Linked DNA regions of Ovis aries: region 1 is linked to region 2. Evidence: chromatin contacts called from public Hi-C data. All regions are on one chromosome and are shown on one strand. Each heading gives the region's core, a stretch centred on a gene start, on an enhancer-like site or on the middle of the called end of the contact. The rest is flanking DNA. Distances are from core to core; before and after follow the strand shown.

Region 1 (4,700 bases), core at 388-2,887, 45 kb before region 2:
CTCCCAGTGCCTCTGGAGTTAACATTCTAGGTCTGAGGCCTTTTAGAGATCCTGGCGCTTTTTTTTTTTTTTGCTTGAAAGTTTCAAAGAGTAGTTATTTCACTTTGCTCCATTGGTGGAGGCCCCTTGATGATTAACTTGAGGGGAGCAAGCTTGGCAAGCCCACATCTCAGAGTTGGGGTGAGTGGGAGTGCCCCCCCCTGCCCAATTCTGTCTTACCTTCAGCTTTCCTGGAACCCAGAGATCGAGCATTTCAAAGGGAACAGTAACAAGGTTTTTATTTTTTAAGTATTATTATTATGTTTGGCCGATTTGTGCAGTGTGTGGGATCTTAGTTCTCCGACCAGGGATCGAACCAGTGCCTTTGGTGCTGAAAACACCGTTTCCTAACCACTGGACCACCAGGGAATTCCCAGCAACATGGTTTTTAATCCAGTCACAGAATTGTTCAGTGATCATCTCGTTGTTTATTCTTTCAGTCGTGTCCAACTCTTTTGCAACCCAGTGGACTGTGGCCCGCAAGGCTCCTCTGTCCATGGGATTTCCCAGGCAGGAATACTGGAGTGCATTGCCATTTCCTACTCCAGGGGACCTTCCCGACCCAGGGATCAGACCCTCATTTCCTGCATTGGCAGGTGGATTCTTTTACCACTGAGCTACCAGGGAAGCTTCGTTCAGTGAATCACCACAGTCTTATTTTGGAACATTTTCATCACCCCAGTAAAAACTCCCTAACCCTTTAGCAGTAACACCCCATTCATTGCCCAGTTATCCCAGCCCGTGGTGACCACGAGCCTGCTTTCTTCCTCTCTGGATTTGCTTACCTGGATCATTTCGTATAGATGGACTCATTTAGTATGTGAACGTTCATGTCTGACTTCTTCCTTGTAGATTAATGTTCTTATGCTTAGTCAGTCATGTTGTAGCACATATCACTTAAAAAAAAATTATTTGCTTATTTTAAGGCTGTGCTGAGTCTTAGTTGTGGCAAGCAACTTTGTGGCACGTCAACTTCTTAGGTGCAGCATGTGGGACCTGGTTCCCTGACCCAGGGATTGTACCCCGGCCCCTTGTGTTGGGCGCATAGAGTCTCAGCCACTGAACCACCAGGGAAGTCCCCTCACACCACTCCTCGATTCCTTTTTATGTCTGAATAATGTTCCATCGCATTATTCCATTGTCACATTTTGTTTTATTTATCCATTTATCTGTTGATGGACTTGAGTTGTTTCTTTTTTTTTTTTTGGCTGTCATGAAGAACAGTGCCGTAGACATTCGTGGGCCAGTTTTTATGTGGGTGTATGTTTTCATTTCTCTTGGATGTGGACCTCGGAGTGTGGTTATGGGGTCATAGGGTAGCTCTGTATTTAGCCTTTTGAGGAATGTACAGATTTTTGAACACGCGCAGGTCTTTTCCACATTTCCTTTCTTGACCTTGCGTCTTTCCTATTAGTGTTTCTCCTTTTTCGGGCCTCTCCATAGCCAAATTTGGTAAAAGGAGCGTCAGTATTTAGCTCTTGGTTTCCTTACTTCCTGCTGTGTTCTGCCAGCTCCGTGGTGGCATCCACCGAGAGGCTGCCTGTTAGCAGTTCCCGCCGGGCTTCCTGTAGACTCCAGTGGGCGGTGTCAGCACTTGGTGCCCTGATCTAGCAGAGGCAGTGGACACTGCTGATCATTCCCCTAGAACCTGCCTCTTCTTGTGCTTTTCCTCTAATTTCCCCGGCTCCTCCTCTTCTCCCCACTGCTAAGTGTTGGCATCGCTGAGAGCTTGGTTCCTCATCTTGCCCAGCACGTTCTTTCCCTGGGTGATCTCGCCCACATCTGTGGCTTTATGACTCAGGAATATCTTACTTCCAGCCTAGATGTTTCTTGAGTTATGATGCAGACGGCTAGCTGCCTACCTGACTGCCCGACCTGTTGGTCCTGGGCATCTCAAACTCAACATGTCCCAAACTGATTTCACTGTCTGCCTTCCCTCCTGCTCCCCTAACAAAATACCTGCTTCTCCCCCATGGTGAATAAGCCAGGACTCTGCCAGTTGGCTAGGCCAGGGATATGGGACTGAGCCTCGATTCTTCTATCCTTTTGCCCTTTTTTTGTTGCTTTCTTACAATAATACATTGTACCTATCACTCTTCTTCAGGTTATCACCAGTGAACTATACTAGTCTTTTTTTTTGGCTTCACCCAGCAGCATGTGGGATCTTAGTTCCCTCAAGCTTGCACCTCATGCATTGGAAGTGGGGCGTCTTAGCCACTCACTGGACCACCAGAAAAGTCCCTTTATTTTAACTGGGCTCCCATCTCTTAGCTGCCCTACCCTCCTGATCTTTCTAAAAGGAACCTCTCTTTCAGCTACCACCTTCTGCTTTGAAGTCTTAAGGGCTCACTTCTTGGTATTAGGATGAAGAGCAAAATCCTAAAACCCTTGTGTGTGAGCCTTGCCCGCTTTTCCAGCCTCCTGCCTCTGTGTGCCCCTTTCTCTCTACTCCCACCACACTGATCTTTTCAGATCCTCCGAAGGAAGGTCCTCCGCTCTCTTTTTTCCTCCTAACATCCTACCTCCCCTGGATGCTCAGGCTCCAGGTGGGGCTGGGTCCTGCCTTTTGTTTTCGTGTAGCTTGCTTTCCCCAGTGCCCGTTGTACCACCACTTGTTCCTGTTCCAGTTGGAGCACAATAAATATATCTCTTGAATGAATGAGCGTGACTTGACTTTGCCTACCAGGTGGATAGAACTCCTGGAGAAGGAAGTAAAAGCACCCTTTCAGCTAGAGTGGATGGCTTTGTTTCCAGCATCTTCTCTGCCTGGAAATAATTACCTAAGCTCAAATTTCTTCTCTCTCTGAAGTGATCGGTGGCTTGTCTGTCTTTCCCCCCCCAGGGATATGGGGCTTTTTGAAATGGCCCCCTTCCCTTTGATTTCTTTCCTTCCCCAGGTATTAAGCCCACTTGTAACAGCCCCTTTTCCAAACACAAGTGCGATTGTCTTGCTTGCCTGCTTTGGGTTGCTGGTGGCTCCTGAAGATGACCCCAGCCCTGAGTTGAGATTCAAGGCCCTACTCCATCTGTGCTTTCTGGGGCTCTGGTCAGTGTCCCTGCAGAACCTGCCCCTTCTATTCAGCCTGTCCGACCTGAGTGCCTACCGGCTCCCTCCTGCTCCTCGCCGGGTCATAGGTTTGTCCATCTTTCCAGGCTGCTCTCCCCAGGACCTGTCTTCTCCATGTCCTCAGGGACCCAGGCTCCCCTCTTGTGGAACCTTCCCTGGGGAAATTCCCTAGCAGTCTGTCAAGTGGTTAGGACTTCATGGTTTCACTGCCCGAGGGTACAAGTTCCATCCCAGGTCAGGGAACTAAGATCCTGCAAGCTGCAAGCATGGTGAAGAAAAAAGAAATCACCCCGAAAAGTCCCCTAAATTGGCCAGGAAAAGGAAATAATTGGTAATCCGCTCTGATCAGACATTCTCACACATCCTGAAGGTTTGAAAAATTTCCAACCTAGGCTGAAGGTGGCAAGTCCACAAACATTTCTAGCCCCCCGAATCATTTTGCTCTGAAGGCTACTACCAGATTCTTCCCTTAGGCACAGGTGGAGGATTCTGAAGGGGCCTGCTTGCCTGCTGAACTTCCTCCCTTGTCTGTTGTCTGTTGAGCTGCTAAATCGAGGCTTGTCTGATTAGGTAGCTACTCTGTGACTGTTTCAGTTTATATTAATTGAAATAAAAATTCCTTTTTCAGTTGGACTAGTCACATTGCAAGTGCCCAATAACCACACGTGGCTAGAGGCTGTCCAGATATGTAGACAACACAGATACGGAATGTTGCCATCATCATAGAAAGTCCTGTTGGACTGCACTGCATCACAACTCTCAATACATTAACACGTCGTGCTGGATGTAGTAGGTGAAAACACCTAGCTATGGATTGGCCCAGCATAGAACATGCTCAAAAAGTAATTCTATCGGTGTCTTAAATTTCACTTGATTAGATTCTCCTGGGCTTTTTTTTTTTTTTTTAAAGATCTGCAAAGAAAGAACACAGCTATCTTCCCATCTTCTCAACTGGTATTTGTTATCCAGGCCCCTCTGAACTGCCTTTCTGCCAGGTTCTTTGGCATCTTGGTGTGCAGGCTGGGGGAAAAAGAATCCAGGATGTGCTGGGCCACCCTCTCCCCAGCCTTCAGCCTCTGTTGTTGCATTCTTTCCCCTTTGTGTCTCCTCCTGAACTGATAACAGGGACCAGGTCTTCTTATCTCTTTAAGGTGTAACTAGCGATTTCTAGTCCTGGCTTCCCTCTTGGCTCAGTTCAGTTAGTTCAGTCGCTCAGTCGTGTCCTACTCTCAGCATCAGAGTCTTTTTCAGTGAGTCAACTCTTCACATGAGGTGGCCAAAGTACTGGAGTTTCAGCTTTAGCATCATTCCTTCCAAAGAAATTCCAGGGTTGATCTTCAGAATGGACTGGTTGGATCTCCTTGCAGTCCCAGGGACTCTCAAGAGTCTTTTCCAACAGCACGGTTCAAAAGCATCAATTCTTCGGTGCTCAGCCTTCTTCACAGTCCAACTCTCACATCCATACATGACCACCGGAAAAACCATAGCCTTGACTAGACGGACCTTAGTTGGCAGAGTAATGTCTCTGCTTTTGAATATGCTATCTAGGTTGGTCATAGCTTTTCTTCCAAGGAGTAAAGCGTCTTTTAATTTC
Region 2 (5,329 bases), core at 2,490-4,989:
CCGTTTCTTTGGACAACACGACAGGTGGGAGTTAAACACGGGCTTCAAATGCATAGCTCCAAGTGAGCCTTTGATCCTGCCAATGAATGCGAGAAGGGGCGGGGGCACAGCTATTATTTGATTGTCATGATACCCACCGATGATCTTGTAGTTTAAAAAAATACTGGCCTGGGCTGTGTTAAGCCTGATTGTGCACCGGCTTCCGTTTTTTCAGGTAGGTTGGAAAGGATCTTGCTTTCGTGATTTTGTGGATGCAGCCAGCATGGGCATAGGTTCCACGGCTATTTTAAGCTCTGCTGTTCTTTTTTTTTGTTTTGTTTTGTTTTCCCCCCTGCAGTAAATTAAATCACCGCACAAATTGCTTTTCAAAATAATGCTTTCAGGGATTAGAAACATTTCCCCAGATTGCTGGTAAATGAATCTCCCATCGTCGTGTGGGGTAGTCCCCTCCTGTTCCTTTTTCTGTGGAGCTAAAATGGGAAATTAGAAGGGGTTGCTGTTTTGACAGGTAGGAGCCCTCCCTCCTAGCCTTCCTGCCCTCCCCCTCCTAGCGAATCGAATTATTCTAGCTAGATGTGAATCACTCTAGCTAATAGCGGCTCTCTGCAGAGCGCAGCCCCCCCACCTGCTTCAGAACAACAGGTAGACAGAGATGAGCAGCGGTTAATATCTCCGGCTCTCTTTCAGCAACTTATGTTGTGATTAAATGAGGCAACCCCCCCCACTCCCCCCAGAGCCCTAGCAGGCAGGCTGGAAAGTGTTTGTGTGTGTGTATATTTAAAAGACATATTTTGAAAATTATACCCACCCACAGAACATACAGAAAATACAGTTTATCATTTGAAACAACAGCAGAATCTGAAATAATTGCTCCTTGTAAAATTTTGCTTGTCATCTTTGGCGGAAAAAAAAACCAAACGAATTTCAAAGTAATCTGCAAAGTCACTTACCAGGAATCCAAGCAGTGCATTGATAGGAAACAAGATGGAAATTAGCAGAGATGGTTCTGGGATTGATGGCAAGTATTATATTTTGATCTTAACCATTTTTTGTTGGGAAACTTTCTGAAATTCCCTTATTCATTGATTCATTCAAAGAAACATATTTTCAGTGTGTGCTGTGTGCCAGGCCGAGTGCATGCTACTGTGGCAGCTGACATTGTTTTAAGTGCCTTTTTTAATAGAAGCTGCTTTTATCCCCATTTCCTTGATAGGAAAACCAAGGCCCAGAACTAGAAAGTAGCTCAGCTGTGTGACTGTGTTGCCTCTCAAGACATAGCCTCCTAGAGGCTTCCTGTCACTAAGTAAATAGGATATCCCTTTCAGTATTTTCTGGGTCTTCTTTAAGAAAAAGAAACCCTTTTCTGAAGTCACTTGTAAAATAACTTCATGGAACTTAGGGCACCAATGCCAGACAAAAATGGGAGAGGGTACAATCCCAGTGACTGTGGCTGGTCAGCTCCTGGGGGTGCAGGGTACCGGTCAGATGCGTCTCCCCAGTATCCCTCCAGGTAGGGGCTCATCTTCCACCTCACCAACAGAGTGGAGGCTGGCCCAGTGAAGGGGCCTCAGCTGTCGGGGCCGCCTGGAGCTCCCTGCTGCTCCTCAGAGCCCCATTTTGGTTCCAACTCCTGCCCACTCGGCTGAAAGCTCTGGAAGCCCCGCAGACGCTGGCCCTGGGGGCATCTGGCTCCTGCCCAGCCCTCGTTCTGCCTGGCTGCACCTTTGGCTCCTCGGTCCTCTGCAGAATGACAGCAGTGAGTGGGAGCGGATGAGAAGCGGATAGTTTCCAGCACTGTGAGGGTGCGGGTGGGTATTTTGAGGGGTTCCGTGTTCATATGCATCGTGACCTAGCATCACCAAGAGCTGTGAGCTGTGGGTAGCCAGCCTGTACCCTGGACTCTGCCCCATGGCCGGGCTTTGTTTCTCCCTGGTGGTTTCCTCTTAAAAAATAGGAAGGAGATGCTCTTAACTTTTGGGTAAAAGAGAAGATAGAAAGTTTATATTTTCTACTTTAAAATTTTGAAAGACTTGGTGTTGGGTCCACATTCCCAAGGCACTCTGATAGCACCTGAGTAGGGGGTCCTTGCATTAGACCGGGTGTGAGTTTCCCACCCACTGTCCCCACTAAGTGTTGCTCCCCATGGCTTTGTACCTGACTTGAGTTTATGGTCTGTGAAATCCCTGAGGTCTCCTTGGAAACGCAGATTCCTACCAGATTCCCATCTACCCGCTGGGTTGAGGCTAGGGGCATGAGGTATCGCAAAGGCACACCCCGAATGCTCTTATATCTACTCTTGCCTTCCCCAGAGCATGGTGGTTTTGTTTCCATCTCCTGCCTGCCTTCACTTGGGTGGCTGATTCCAGAAAAGCAGCTCACGTTCTAGTGGATTTCTGCAGAGCACACTAGGATGTGAGGGCTGATGGTAGGAAGACAGAACTAGCCTGAATCAAGAGTTGAAGAGCTCATACCTCAAAGCTAATAGGCTGTTTTCCCATTTTTATCCATGTGAATTATCTCACATTCAGAACGCTTTTTAGGGTTGTGGTTTTCTAACCTTTCCTTCTAGTCCCATGGAGAATCGCAGTTTTAAAAGAGAAAAGAAACCTCTTTATGTCTGAGTACATGAGAGTGAGATTTGGGCAATAATTATCTTCTCGGAGGTGTGGTCTAGGATCCAGACTGTTTTCTTACTCTCTACCAACGCAGAGGCAGAGGGAATTTATTATTTTTTTAATGGATTAAACCGACTAAGCTATTGAGCCTTTTAAAATGTAGCTGAGTGTCTTGTTCACATTCCGTCCTTGTGACAGAACGTACCCGTTAAGTGGATTGTTAATTAACCATTCAAACCAAGTCATTTTTAAAAAATGGAATATGTGTTTAAGAATCTTGGTAATTCCACCAGGATAATTTGGTTTGCGTTAAGGAAAAAAAGAAAAAACACCATTCTGGAAACAACCTAGGTGGCCATCGAGAGATGAATGGATGGAGTAAATGTGGTCTCTGCACACAGTGGATACTGTTCTGCCTTAAGAAAGATGAAGCATCGCAGCTGTACCAGAAGGACTTTGGGCAACGTGGAATAAGCCCTTTCCACGAATACTGCATGATTCCAATTGTAGGAGGTATCTGAGATAGGTTCATAAAATCACCGAGTAGAGTGGTGGTTGCCAGGGGCTGGGGACTGGGGAAAAAGGGTGACTACTGATTAACAGATAGAAAGTTTCAGTAAACAGCCTGAATAAGCTTTAGAGAGCTGGCATATACCTACAGCTAGCTGTTGAAAAATGTTGCCTGCTCTATCAGTAGACAGAGGACGGTACTGCCATCAAGCCAGTACAGACACCCAGATGATGAACCCTGAGGGAGCTTAGGATGGAGACAAATGGGTACCCAGCTGCCAAGTGCTCAGCTGCTGCAGCCACCCCCCAGTGGTGCACCCTGAGGGGACTCAGGCTGAGAAAGCCCCAGATAGCTAAGGTGCATGTCAGAGGAAAGATTTCAGTGAACCCAGACTGTTGCATCTCCCTAGACTGAGAAAAATGCTGAATTCCTTAACACAAGCTGTCTGGTTTTTCTTTAATAGGAATCTTTTGAAGTTCTGGCTACCTGGTCTTTGTTGCAAAAAAACTCCTGTGTATCCTGACTCCTCCCTTGCTTCTTTGGAGCAGTCTCTCAGCGTGATCTGAGAGTCTGCGTCCAGGGCTAAAGTCCTCAATTTTGTCTGCCAAATAAAACATAATTCTCAACTTTTAGGCTGTGCTGTTTTTCCGTTGACACAGCAGTAATGTATGATACACTTGTTAAGAGAGTACATTTGTTAAGAGGGCAGATCTCAACTTAAGTGTTCTTGCACAATCAAATTTGAAAAAAAAAAAAAAAAAAAAGATTTAAAAATCTTGGAAACGACCAAGGCTGATTTAAACTCCCTTTCTCTTTTGTGCTCCCAGGGCCTGGGTTCCAATAAATAATTGCTACCTCATGTCTAAAGAAATTCCTTTTTCTGTGAAAAAGACTAAAAGCATCTTCAACAGTGCAATGCAAGAGATGGAGGTTTACGTGGAGAACATCCGCCGGAAGTTCGGAGTTTTTAATTACTCTCCATTCAGGACACCCTACACGCCCAACAGCCAGTACCAAATGCTGCTCGACCCCTCCAACCCCGGTGCTGGTGCCGCCAAGATGGACAAGCAGGAGAAGGTCAAGCTCAGCTTTGACATGACGGCATCGCCCAAGATCCTGATGAGCAAGCCGATGCTGAGCGGGGGCGCAGGCCGCAGGATCTCCTTGTCCGACATGCCTCGCTCCCCCATGAGTACAAACTCCTCCGTGCACACGGGCTCTGATGTGGAGCAGGACGCTGAGAAGAAGGCCACGTCCAGCCACTTCAGCGCCAGTGAAGAGTCCATGGACTTCCTGGACAAGAGCACAGGTCAGCCCCGGGGAGAGAGGGTGCAGGGGGTCCCTGCGACACAGGGGTTCTCATCTGGGGGACACCTGTCTGGCCCTGCCTACCTGGTGAGCATCACAGTCAGAGGGAGCTGGGTGGGGGGATCTCATCCCAGTGGAGCCGATTTTCAACTCTAAGTGAGTAAACCCATTGGGATTCTTGCTGGCGTCGTTCAGTCGCTACGTCGTGTCTGCCTCTTTGCGACCCCGTGGACTGCAGCATGGCCCCACAAATGAGAAAAGCGTTCCCCAAAGGCCAGCTGGAGGTCATTCCTAGAAGTGGGCAGAGGTGGCCAGAAATCCTTCAGAGTTCAGTTCAAATGCCTTGGAGATGAATCACAACTTCCTGCAATCGTTTTTTTTCTTTCTCAAGAATTTCATTTGAATGGAAACAGTATTTTTCGATCAAAACCAGATACTCGCATTACTGAAGGCTCAAATATTAGAGAAACATGTAAGGGAAACAAGAATCTTCTCTCCCCAGAGAGAGCAGAGTGCTCCCACTTCTTGAATGGTCCCAGCCCACTCCTCCCCGCGCCCTGCTCAGTCTACCAGTCACGTTGCATCTTGCAGCCTGGCTGCTGAAGCAGAGGTGGAGGAGGAGGGTGCTGGTCTCAGATCAGGTCCCATCTCTGTCATTTACTAGCTCTGTGGCTTTAGGCAAGGCGCCTGACCCTCCCATGCCTTGGTTTCCCCTCCTGTAACACAGCCATGATGATAGGCCCTGCCTCAGTGTTTCTTGTGAGGATTAATGAACCGATACACATAAGGGGTTTAGATAGTACCTAAGATAATAAGTGCTACAAAAATGTTGGCTGCTCTGTTATTTAGTCTGGTAGTCACTCATCCCATGCTGATATGGATCCGGAGAGGTGTT

Evidence for each region. Hi-C and Micro-C count contacts between places; a contact is called where the count stands out from the background.
Region 1: a contact with region 2 is called in a Hi-C map of mixed tissues, with 1.6 times the contacts expected there. The contact joins two enhancer-like sites. A contact is called at or near these places in 3 of 16 Hi-C or Micro-C datasets (liver, mixed tissues and tail adipose tissue).

Annotation. Positions count from the first base shown.
Region 1 is chr13:75,867,433-75,872,132 of ARS-UI_Ramb_v3.0, reverse strand. All of the region lies in intron 2 of ZMYND8 (zinc finger MYND-type containing 8), which reads left to right. Among named protein-coding and RNA genes, the nearest start is that of ZMYND8, 20 kb to the left of the region's middle. Within about 2 kb of position 1,637, at least 8 of the 54 cell types and tissues checked have an H3K27ac peak or open chromatin away from gene starts, as enhancers often do.
Region 2 is chr13:75,823,436-75,828,764 of ARS-UI_Ramb_v3.0, reverse strand. ZMYND8 (zinc finger MYND-type containing 8) reads left to right here. Exons shown (of 23, transcript XM_060397086.1): 11 at 1-24; 12 at 3,954-4,435. Among named protein-coding and RNA genes, the nearest start is that of ZMYND8, 63 kb to the left of the region's middle. Within about 2 kb of position 3,739, at least 4 of the 54 cell types and tissues checked have an H3K27ac peak or open chromatin away from gene starts, as enhancers often do.